Regions from separate parts of the Mus musculus genome. Here region 2 is linked to region 1. Evidence: chromatin contacts called from public Hi-C data. All regions are on one chromosome and are shown on one strand. Each heading gives the region's core, a stretch centred on a gene start, on an enhancer-like site or on the middle of the called end of the contact. The rest is flanking DNA. Distances are from core to core; before and after follow the strand shown. Region 1 has its middle 210 kb from the start of Gm39035. Region 2 overlaps Chd2 (chromodomain helicase DNA binding protein 2).

Region 1 (3,244 bases), core at 694-3,193:
AAACACCCATGGAAGGAGTTACAGAGCCAAAGTTTGGAGCTGAGATGAAAGGATGGACCATGTAGAGACTGCCATATCCAGGGATCCACCCCATAATCAGCATCCAAACGCTGACACCATTGCATACACTAGCAAGATTTTATTGAAAGGACCCAGATGTAGCTGTCTCTTGTGAGACTATGCCGGGGCCTAGCAAACACAGAAGTGGATGCTCACAGTCAGCTAATGGATGGATCATAGGGCTCCCAATGGAGGAGCTAGAGAAAGTAGCCAAGGAGCTAAAGGGATCTGCAACCCTATAGGTGGAACAACATTATGAACTAACCAGTACCCCGGAGCTCTTGACTCTAGCTGCATATATATCAAAAGATGGCCTAGTCGGCCATCACTGGAAAGAGAGGCCCATTGGACTTGCAAACTTTATATGCCCCAGTACAGGGGAACACCAGGGCCAAATAGGGGGAGTGGGTGGGCAGGGAAGTGGGGGTGGGTGGGTATGGGGGACTTTTGGTATAGCATTGGAAATGTAAATGAGTTAAATACCTAATAAAAAATGGAAAAAAAATAGTGGAAATAATTTACATTTTGGAATCATTCAAGTTGGTACACGAGGGACAAGAGCAGCGAGCCTTCATAGATTTCTACAAAGTGAGACCTTGAGAAACAATAACAAACAAAATTTAAGGGGAAGATTCAGTTCCTTGGGGTTTTTAAAAAATATTTTTATTAGGTATTTTCCTCATTTACATTTCCGATGCTATCCCAAAAGTCCCCCATACCCCCCCCATTCCCCTACCCACCCATTCCCACTTTTTGGCCCTGGTGTTCCCCTGTACTGGGGCATATAAAGTTTGCGTGTCCAATGGGCCTCTCTTTCCAGTGATGGCCCACTAGGCCATCTTTTGATACATATGCAGCTAGAGTCAAGAGCTCCGGGGTACTGGTTAGTTCATAATGTTGTTCCACCTATAGGGTTGCAGATCCCTTTAGCTCCTTGGGTACTTTCTCTAGCTCCTCCATTGGGGGCCCTGTGATCCATCCAATAGCTGACTGTGAGCATCTACTTCTGTGTTTGCTAGGCCCCGGCATAGTCTCACAAGAGACAGCTATATCTGGGTCCTTTCAGCAAAATCTTGCTAGTGTATGCAATGGTGTCAGCGTTTGGAAGCTGATTATGGGATGGAACCCTGGATATGGCAGTCTCTGGATGGTCCATACTTTTGTCACAGCTCCAAACATTGTCTCTGTAACTCCTTCCATGGGTGTTTTGTTCCCAATTCTAAGAAGGGGCAAAGTGTCTACACTTTGGTCTTCGTTCTTCTTGAGTTTCATGCATTTAGCAAAAGAAACTAAAGTCACCTAGCTGAGCATACCAGCTGCACTGGGGGAAGGTATATGTTCTGACCAGCTTTCTCAGGTGCTGTGGGAGGTGCAGTGGGGCCTCAAGGCATTGCTGGCCTCTGAAAAACACCAGTTCCCTTGGGATAGTTTCCACTGTGAGGCTACCCTTCTTGTGGAAAGCCTGTTATTACTTCCTAGGTCCTGAGGCTTCTTAAAGTTATATACATATATATCCCATATATCATATATATATATATATAGCATAGTCACATATATATTGAATTTTATATAAATCCGCATTTAAATATTTAAATCATATCACGTAGATTATATGTATAGGTATAGATTCGCATGTTCATCTGTTAGCAAAGCAGCTACATAGGAATCTGTAAATTCATAAATATCAGCAACAGTTAGTTTTGTAATTGAGGGATTTTTCATTACTTTGTTTTAAAAGGAATAATGCTTTGCAAATATTTAATCTTGGTTATTGCTTTATAGAAGATCGATTTATGAAAGTGAAAGGTCAGAATGTACAGAGAGAGTGGTGTTGCACAAGACCAGGCTCTTGCCAGGGCTGGAAGAGCAGGCTGGGCTTCCATGCACTAGAAGACAGTAAGCCAGTAAGCCAGGCTGGACAGACTGCTGTATGCCCAGAGAGGGAGACGTAGACAGACACATTAAAAGTGTCATAGGGCCCTAGCTTCAACTTTTTCAGCAACCCAGCTACATTTCCTAATATGGTCACGTTTTACAGCTGTGTGACAACTGACAAAGTTTTTCATTTGTGAAAGGAACGATACATTACTGAAATAGATACTGAGCAATTTACCGTGAATTAGCAAATACTGGGAAAATATCCCAAATAAAAGCATGAGTGCTTCTACTAATCTGGTTGTGATTCACAGCAAGTGCTTCGAGGGAGTTTCTGCATGACTAATTCTCTATTCTCTGAAGGAAATGTCCTCAGCAGAAAAGTGTTCCAAGCATTGAAATTCTGATGATGGACACTGACCCCAGGTCACCTTAAAAATGTGCTTTCTGGCTTTTTGGGGGGTGGAGGGGACAGTATTCCTATTCAGTTCTAGACTTTTCCTGTTCACTATCAAGTTCTGGGGGGTTTCAGAGCTTTATCTTTATTTAAAACATATGTCAGAAAAAGCAGGACTAAGAGATGCTTAGGCCAGTGGGCTTTAACCTTGAGGACTGAATGCAGCCTGAACCACTCAGCTGTTTCTGCTGATTGTAAAAAAATCACACCCACCTAATCCTCTTCGATTAGTCCCTCCTACTCCAAAGGGATATGAAATTGTTATTTGGACAATATGTGGGGGCAAGAAGGAGCTAGAGGACAGTGAAGTGGAGACCCCTGTTGAAGTCTTCTTGGGGGCACTGACTGAGAGGTAGCCAGAAACCAGAACCATCCTGGGAGGAGAAAGACACACATCAAAGCCTCCAGGGTCACACCTGCTGAGAAGCCATTCAATTTGTAAGAGGGAAAAGTAATCTAAGCCAGTTGAAATAAGAAAGGAATTTGCCTCTTCAACTAAAAATTCTTAAGATTAAGGCAGTTTCAGAGAGATTTTTTTTTTCAAATTGAGGGCTACAGTCCCAGCTCTTTATGTATCCCTCAATTCTTCTTGCTGTGTTAGCTTTCTTCCAACATCGTACCACTTCAGAAGATGGGGGAGAGTCAACAGGTGTCCCACGGTCACCAGCTATGCTCTAGAGTATCTGACTGTGTCACGTTGAAACTCGTTTCTTACTGTGGGCCTTATTCTTGAAGGAGTTGCTCTGTCCATAACTAAACCACCACACTGTTTATGTAAGAGCAGAAAACTTTGTACAGTCAAAGCAAACATTGCAATTCAAAGCACACAATGGCCTCGAATCTGAGCTGAGG
Region 2 (3,300 bases), core at 655-3,154, 910 kb before region 1:
CAGTATAGCTTGCCAGTATTGTTAAGGTATCCAAAGCCTTTCTAGATAGAGACAGGAACATTGACTTGAACATATGTATGTAAGAGTCCAGGCTCATTCTGAGTTGATGAAAAGTCTTGTTTGGACTTCTGCAGGGTTTGACTCCCTGGACACTCTGAGTGGGGTGGTCATCCAGGCAGTACTATTAATGACCTCCCCAGGGCAGGCATGAGTTGTGTCCTGAGTGGAACATCTGGCCATGCATGGTTGTGATGGGCCATTGCTTTCGCTGCTTTAGAGCACCACAGACCTGACTGCTGCCGAGTCGGTCCCTGCAGCTAATGCTCGAAGACCTTCTGGGCTCCTCGTGGCACTAGGCCCTTCACCTTGACTGTGTGCATGCATGACCTGCAATAGAGCCCACCAACCACATAGAAGTCCCCTGGCTAGAGTCTGATGCCTGGTGGCTTACCGGACTTCTCAGTCAATTCTGAAAGGTATATTTTGGGCACACAGTGAAAAGTGAGCCATAGATGGAGCTTCTTGCTGATCACATTGACACTGTCTGTGTTTGATTTGCTGAGCTCTTGGATGTTGGGAGTGTAGCAGGCACAGGAGGTACCTCTGCAGAAGGAAGGCGGAGGGTGGAGGCCTTGCCTTTCCATATTCACCTAGGTCTTGTCTTTCAACTTGTTGGTAGAAGTTACAAATTATTCTCAAAACTGTCTGTCTCATCATGAGGAAAAAGGAACTTTCTTTTGTTCCTATTCAGGACTTGAGGTATAGTGCCATAAAATGTAGCAAAAACCCTATCGGCCAGATCAGTGTTACATTGATTCTAAGATTACAGTATGTCCCATCAAACATCTGCTGTAGGTGAGGGAGTGGATTTGAAGAGGGGTTGAAAGAAAGGAAGCATTCCTCTTGCTTTAAACTAGTATGTGCATCAGATGCTTACAGCAGAAGTTTGCACAGGTAAGAGAAGCTGCCAGTGACGTTCTGTGGGGCCTGGCTTTGGGCAGCTGCTCATCATTGAGGAAGTGGCAGGACTTGGAGGAAGTTATGTGTGAATGTTGTCAAGTCCTGAAGTCCTATGATGCACTGTGGCCCTAGAAAACGAAGATGAAGCCTCCACTGACCACTGTGTCCTCTCTGACTTGGCCAGCCTGATGGTCCTTCCTTCTACTCTGTGTAGTCATTCCTAAGCCCCACAGAGGGAGCGCCAACATTTCTCACTGTGCTGCTGAGGTTCTGACCTGGTGTGTCTGACATTGCATCAGGCTTTGCAGAACAAATGTGATTCACTTAAACGTTCACACACAGCAACACTGAAATCCTACAGACCAAACAAACCCACTTGTCAGCAGGAGCCGTGGTCCAGCCCAGCACCTGTGCTCTCGTAGCCGAGGCCAGCCGTGTTGGGAAGAGAGCCATGCCAAGGGTCCAGGCTGCTGTAGTCCACCTGTGCCCTACTCATTTGGGGACAGGTGGTTTTTCTTGTAAACTTGTGGACTTTTGAAACCTGTTGACTAAACAGTAATTAATTTATATTTGTGAAAAATGCCACTGTCCTGGTGATTTCTGATGTAAATAATGTTGTTTATATAGTATGTATTAAATTTTCCTACATTGTAAAACTGCTGTACTTTTTTGATTCTTGTATATTAAAAAGTGTTACTAAGGATTTTTAGAATTGGGCTAACCAGTTACATTACATTCTGGTGTGAGGCACACGCCACAGTCTCCCTCCCTGGCTGGCTGCAAGCTGTGTGTCCATGCTTGTTTACATCTTCGACAATGGAAGCTTTTTAAGTTGCATTTTTGTTATTGGTTCTAAATAGTTTTCTGTCCCTGAACAGCCACAAACCACAGCTGCGTACTTCAGGGAATGGCATGGAGCCATTAAAACTGAGTCATGAGAGGTTGCCCTCATCTTTCACAGTGGTCATGGGGAGCCTGCTTCAAACATCCACCTCTGTCCAGAGAGAAGTAAGACATCAGGCCTACAGCCTACAGCTTTAGTGCAGTTAATCAGTTGGGTTATATACTCTTCTCTTCTTTTCTCTCCCCTCCCCTCCCCTCCCCTCCCCTCCCCTCCCCTCCCCTCCCCTCCCCTCCCCTCCCCTCCCCTCCCCAACTTCCTAACTTCCTAACTTCCTTCATGATTTATTCTCCTTTTATGGGCACTGGTGTTTTGCCTGCATGTATGTTTGTGTGAGGGTGTCAGATCTTGGAATTACAAACAGTTGTGAGCTGCTGTATGGGTGTTGAGAATTGAAACTGGTTCCTCTGGAAGAGAAGTCACTACTCTCAACCACTGAGCCATCTCTCCAGCCCTGGGTTATATATTCTTGAATGCGGAAAAACACTTTTCTTTTTTTAAAAATTTTCTTCTATTTTTTAAAAAAAGATTTATTTATTTATTATATGTAAGTACACTGTACACTGTAGCTGTCTTCAAACACTCCAGAAGAGGGAGTCAGATCTCATTATGGATGGTTGTGAGCCACCATGTGATTGCTGGGATTTGAACTCGGGACTTTTGGAAGAGCAGTTGGGTGCTCTTACCCACTGAGCCATCTCACCAGCCCCGAAAAACGCTTTTCTTATGGAAACAGTGACACAAATGTTCACTTGCAGTTTGGCACAGCGGCAGGCTTAGCTCCAACATGGCCCAGATAGAGGAAAGGTGACCTGGCCTATGTGTCGAAATTGTCCTAGGATGGAGTTTAGGAGAATCTTGCCCAAGCCCAGGGTTTTTAAAACTTGCACATAAGTGTCTTTGAAACAAAACTCAAACCTTTATGGTTCTCTCAATTCTTAGTGCCAAACACACCCATGTGTCCACTCAGCAGGGAGAGGGCGGCCGCTGGGACTCCACCTTGCTAGTTGTCCAGGACCCTTAGGTGCAAGGCCTGGCCTGGCAGGAGGCTGCTGGGTCTATAACGCTTGCGCCTGAGTGGAGAAGTGTGGAGGACAGGTCCTGTGAAGAAACCTGGTGATCCCCCTGCTTCAGGACGCAGCTAGAACAGCTCTGGGAACCTTTTAGGAACAAGTGCTGTGACAATCTAAGTGCTAGTTAGCTGGCTTCGAAGCCCACTGCTGCCAAGATGCCCACCTTCTGGAAGCTGCAGGCCCTTGCCTCCCAGCCCTCCCTAGCAGGGACTCAATGTTTGGTGATCACCACAAACCCTGCTCAATTAGTGCCAACAGAAAGGTCATGTACAAAAACTAAGGATCAGCTGTGTGTCAGAACAGAGTCTGTGGCTTTTAAAGGAGCCGTCCTGGCAATTCCATCAAGGCTTTAACTAAAAGCCCCGT

The links. A called contact is a pair of places that touch in the nucleus more often than the background predicts.
Region 2: a Hi-C map of embryonic fibroblasts shows a contact between it and region 1, with 3 times the contacts expected there. The contact joins two enhancer-like sites. A contact is called at or near these places in 4 of 484 Hi-C or Micro-C datasets (the HL-1 cell line, embryonic fibroblasts and uterus) and 3 of 115 datasets of contacts at active chromatin or transcription factors (fibro-adipogenic progenitors, kidney and stem cell-derived neural progenitor cells).

What each region holds. Positions count from the first base shown.
Region 1 is chr7:72,518,595-72,521,838 of GRCm38.p6, reverse strand. No RefSeq gene overlaps it. Among named protein-coding and RNA genes, the nearest start is that of Gm39035, 210 kb to the right of the region's middle. Within about 2 kb of position 1,943, at least 79 of the 459 cell types and tissues checked have an H3K27ac peak or open chromatin away from gene starts, as enhancers often do. A contact at or near this core is called in embryonic fibroblasts, where this site is marked.
Region 2 is chr7:73,425,010-73,428,309 of GRCm38.p6, reverse strand. Chd2 (chromodomain helicase DNA binding protein 2) reads left to right here. Exons shown (of 39, transcript NM_001081345.2): 39 at 1-1,658. Among named protein-coding and RNA genes, the nearest start is that of A730056A06Rik, 51 kb to the right of the region's middle. Within about 2 kb of position 1,904, at least 36 of the 459 cell types and tissues checked have an H3K27ac peak or open chromatin away from gene starts, as enhancers often do. A contact at or near this core is called in embryonic fibroblasts, where this site is marked.